Linked DNA regions of Astyanax mexicanus: region 2 is linked to region 1. The links are chromatin contacts, called in public Hi-C maps. All regions are on one chromosome and are shown on one strand. Each heading gives the region's core, a stretch centred on a gene start, on an enhancer-like site or on the middle of the called end of the contact. The rest is flanking DNA. Distances are from core to core; before and after follow the strand shown. Region 1 holds the start of cd180 (CD180 molecule). Region 2 holds the start of pik3r1 (phosphoinositide-3-kinase, regulatory subunit 1 (alpha)).

Region 1 (2,698 bases), core at 71-2,570:
ATGCATAAATATTTATATATTTTCGTGAACAGAATGATTGATGCGCTGCATGCGGAATATAACACAATTCCATTACGTTCAGCGGTGCGACGCACTGTGAATGCATGAAGCCATTAAGTGCTATCTGCAGTCACGTTCCCTGTATTAACATTTGGATCTGAATGCGCAGTAATCTTCCGGCTGCACTGAGCGCGCTCCTGCTCGCTGTGACATCGTAATCCTGGAAGATTTCTTTCTATTTATACGTAGATTATACTGTGTGTCTTCTTTATCTCTCAATTGGATGTAAGGATTGCGTAACTTGGCCTGCATTACAGTGTGCAGCCTGAGATGGAACAGTGCCAGGACAGTGGGACTGTGCCCTCTGTTGTTCAGTGTGGGGTACAGCACCCTAGTGAAAAAAAAAAAGGAGATTATTAAGATATAGTATACTATAATCTATGTAGCGAGTTTGTATGTAAAAGAAAAAAAAACATTGAATGACAATGTGTGTCCAAACCTTTGACTGGTACTGTATTTTTATATATATATATATATATATAAAAATAAAAATAAAAACCTATAGATACTTCACTCTCAAAGTATAAAGCAGACTTTATTGCATTTACTACACTTATGGCGAGGCGTTTAATTTTACTGAGGTGGAAATCCTCATCCCCACCTTCACACTCTCAGTGGATTATGGAAATATATGGAAGTATATGTGAGAAGCTTACAATCCTTTGTTATTCCTGAGTAATCTGTTTATTATTTATTTACTATATAATTGTGTTTCTCTTTCTATTATTTTATATATGTTTCTCTTTTTTTTCTTTTTTAGGATACTATATGTCTTAGCTATCCTTTTTTGTTGTATTTTTCCCCCGATTTCTGCTTAGTTCTATTTGACTGGATTGGATTTTGCTCTGTATTATTACATGAAAAAAAAAAATAAACAAACCTGGGGAAAAAAAAATGTTACAATTTTTTACATGTTTCTTTTTATTGTTAGTTTAATGGAAATCTAAAAGTCATTAATAAAAAGCATTGATTAAAAAAGTCATGTAAATTCAAGCTGATTTGTGCTTATTAACATATGTATTGAGGTGTTTTCGGCAGTGGTTATTTGGCTGTAGATGCAGGTAAATACAGAATAAACATAGTGGCGGTAAAAAGGCGGGGCTTAAACAGTCAATGTTCATAAAGCTGTAAAATACAGAATATGTGGCTCACGATGAGACTTAGGTTAAGGATAACTTTACCAAATATTAGATTTATAAATGTGATTCTGTATAACTTCTTTACCAAATTCTTGGTAAATATGCACATTTTCATTTCCCAGGCAACCCCCAGTTTACAGAAAATCACAGAAATGCTGCTGATATTCACTTCTGTAAGTGTACACATGCACATTTCAAACCACAGCTTTACTTCTTCTTACTCCAAAAGCAGAATCAAAATCATGTGGGGGGAAAACACAGAAGCTGTTTTATTGTTTAAACAAACTGATTGTATGGAGAACAATTGCGCAGACTGGTTCTTTTTCAGTTCTGCAAAATTTCCATATAACTGCGCAAAATCATAAAAACAAACACACACCACTGTTCAGATCTTTCTGCTGGAAACACCATGGGAAGCCCCTGCTCTTACTGCACTGTGATTCTGTTCTCCTGCATAGCTGCCTCTACTCAGACTACTCCCTGGATCACTAAACAATGCATACAGGTAGGTGTATATATATATACAGCTCTGGAAAAACAAAATAAGAGAGCACTTAAAAATGATGAGTTTCTTTGATTTTACCAAATCACATTTGATTTTTACCAGATCACAAGCAATCAAACCAAGCTAAACTGCTGGAGTTTTAGCACCAGATATGGCATAAAATTATCCAAAAGCAGTGTGTAAGACTGGTGAAGGAGAACATATTAAGATGCATGAAAACTGTGATTAAAAACCAGGGTTTTCCACCAAATATTAATTTCTGAACACTTAAAACTATGAATATGAACTTATATATATATATATATATATATATATATATATATATATATATATATATATATATATATGTATATATATATATATATAGTTTTAATTTGGTAAAATCAAAGAAACTCATAATTTTTAAGTGGTCTCTTATATTTATTTATTTAGCAGAATCGATTAAAGTTCTACCACAACACTAGATGATAATATATGCATTGGTATGATTTTTTTTTAGCTATATAGTAAGCTGATCATTTTTAATCTGGAACACAGATCTTGGTAACGTGAACTGAACACAACAGGGATGTTAAACAAGAGTTCTGAGCTTCCTCACCAATAAAAATACAATATAAAATGATTAATTGTGTGTATTTGTGTTTTGTTCTTGTTGTTAGATTGCTGACGGTTATGACTGCGGGGGTCTGGCTCTACAGTCTGTGCCGGATGAGATCTCAGAGTCTTCCAGAACTCTAGACTTCAGCTTCAACTACCTGCCAGCACTATACAACACCACCTTCCAGAGACTGAAGAACCTCGTTTTACTGGATCTGACCAGGTAAGAGATCACACGTCCATGAAAGGATTTCTGTTAGATTTTAGGCACTTGCTGTGAGAATCTGATTGCATTCATTTAGTTAGTTATTGAACTTGACCCAAAAATATTGGATGGAGCACCATAATTTCAGAGAACACAGTTCCACTTCTCCACAGCTCAGTACACCTCTAGCTG
Region 2 (2,698 bases), core at 107-2,606, 160 kb before region 1:
CTACATATAGTAGAGTTCTCTTGAACTCACTATTTCTATTTATTTATGCATTACGTTCTGTTCTATTTAATATACATTATATAGTTCCGCACGCTGGTGTAATCCTGATGTACAGTAATGAACTACTATCACAAGCAGTTTAATGCACATAGCTAGGAACGGCTAAGTTATATCTTGACATGTGCAAATGACAAACATTGTAACTTTAAACTTGTACACGGACTTTTTCTGATATACAATCAATCTCCTTTCCTGAATTCATTAAAAAAGCTCTGAATTTTCTCATTCAGAAACTTCCCCTACAATTAACATGTATGTATGTCTCTGAGTTGGCTACGTAGGCTGTGTAATGAGATACAGCAAATGACGCCTGAGAAATCCAGCAAGACATTTGAGAAGCCTGCACGGGCTCTGGCTAGCTTACCATGCAGGATTAAGAGTGTTCAGGATATTATAGCTCTGTACTAAGAGCGGGGGTGTATGGAAATAAGAACGTTTATAAAGCACATCGAACTTTTAAGGCAGAAAGATTACTGTGGTATAAGATAAACTCAACGCTAGAGGACATTAGTTAGTAGCCACATGCTCACCAAGTTAGGTTAGCTAGTTAGCCAGCCTCCACACAGTGCTAGTTAGCTAAGCTAAGCTAGCTAACGTAAGCTCAAAGGCTTTGTGAGAACTTTGCAGACTTAGTGCTATAAATAGACGTTAAATATAAGCAAATGTAACGCTAAAAGCTACTAAAAATGCAAAATAGTGCAAAGGAAATCGCGTTAAAATCTTTAAAACGAACTAAACCATTCCCATTCCCGCTGCTGGGCTTCTCCAATGGAACAAACTGTTCCAGATGAGCCGAACAACGAAGTTACACCGAACAAAAACCGTCAAAACAAGCGATTTATACACGTAAAAGTTGCTCACGTCGACGAATTAGTAAGATATATTTACACATAAACTAATACTAAAAACAAATATCAGTTTAAATACGTATTAAACGCATATACGAGAGCAAAAAAGTGCAATGAACCGTGATACTCACTTCGGAAACTCGCAGCGGTCCGGTCAGAGCTGGCCCTCGAAAATCCTTCCTTCCCGTAAAAACGGCAGTTAGCTAGCCTAGCTAGCCGCGTTAGCTCTCAAATATAGCTCTCCTGACGAATCCACAACCGCCGAGTCTCGACCAAATCCTCTCCAAACGGCGTTTTTCGACGAAATAACGTCCACAAGCCGAGTAAATTCCCCTCCGAACAGCGTTTTGCACTTATTTTGAAACTTAAAGAAGACGCTCGTCCGCGCTCCTACAGTGCCGACTCCGCCCGAGCGAGCGACTGTACGGACCAGACCTGTTCTCAGGCGCTCCGAAATCCAGCCACGTCCATCAAATTGCGTCATGATCCCAGCCTATCCTTGTCACGCCCTCGGACAGGCGGGCTCCGCCCACGCCGGTACGTGATTGGCCGCTGCGCGGACTGCTGCTCCGCACGCAACGCAACTGGCTCACAGGGAACGTCCCTAAGAAGTTACGTAACTTCCACATGTTAGCTGACTGGGTTTTTTACACTGTGGGCTGCAAAAGAAACTGTACCGCATGTAATTCTTTAGAAACGAAAAGATTTAAAATAGCAAATATTTTTCTCGCTGTAAACCAAATATTTGCCATGTCTCTAAGATATATATGTTTTGTTATTTCTGGACTATGGACACATATATGGAGCATGTAACTAATTGCTAACTATTTTATTATTGGTGTTATAAGTATTAATCAATATAATCGACACACAAGTGCCTGGGAGAGAAGTGCAATGGGAGACGGGTAAATGCTCACTCACAGGTTACACTCAATTTAGTCACTTAGTCTTAGTCTCCAAAAGTGCCCAAACACAACAGATTACACATTTACTCTCTAAATATCAGTACTTTCCACATTTAAACAACATTTAGACGTTTAAATGCCTGCATTTCAAAACTTATGTTCAGCAGTTTTTATGTTTTTTAGAGATGAAGGACATGGCAGAAATAATCGTTGACTAATTGACTAATCAAAAAAATAATCATCAGATTAGTCAACTACCAAAATAAGTTGAACAAAACTGCTTCTAATGATTGCAGAAAATAGGTTTATTCTTCTTCTAGTCTCTTATTATTATTAATTGTATGTTGCTTATTTTTTCTGTCTTTGCTTTGCCTATTCTGTTTGTCATAATTGATCTACTTTTTCTAGATTCTGTACCATAGTTAATTGCATGCTCAGGTTGAACAAAAGTTGAACAAAACCAATCCCAATTATCATATTCTATTCATATTATTTTCTCTGTATCCCCCTAAACTCATACATAACACCAAAACAACAAAATCTTATGAAAAGTATGTATGTATTCATTTATTGTTTTTTGTAATGTTTTAAAACAACAATAATTCACAAAGTTTGTCTACCATTTATATGTTCTGTACCATACATGTCCTCATATTGTCCATGTTGTAACTGTGTGTGCAGCATTTAAATAAAAAATAAAAATGCAATGGGCTCAGCTGATTCTAGTTGAGACTAGCAAGCAATAGGGAATGAAAAACAGTGCTAATAGCAATAGTGGAAATAGCACTGCTAACACATGTGCAGAAGAAATACTGTTTTGGATGAGGATCATTTGTATCTGATAAAATATAATGTAAAATGATGAGAATTATTATTGATGTAGGT

Evidence for each region. Hi-C and Micro-C count contacts between places; a contact is called where the count stands out from the background.
Region 2: a Hi-C map of muscle shows a contact between it and region 1, with 5 times the contacts expected there. The contact joins the promoter of pik3r1 here to the promoter of cd180 in region 1. A contact is called at or near these places in 2 of 3 Hi-C or Micro-C datasets (both in muscle).

What each region holds. Positions count from the first base shown.
Region 1 is chr1:19,330,805-19,333,502 of AstMex3_surface, reverse strand. cd180 (CD180 molecule) reads left to right here and starts at 1,320. Exons shown (of 3, transcript XM_049474357.1): 1 at 1,320-1,704; 2 at 2,364-2,524. The coding sequence starts at 1,609.
Region 2 is chr1:19,495,660-19,498,357 of AstMex3_surface, reverse strand. It overlaps pik3r1 (phosphoinositide-3-kinase, regulatory subunit 1 (alpha)), which reads right to left and starts at 1,356. Exons shown (of 15, transcript XM_049474360.1): 1 at 1,040-1,356.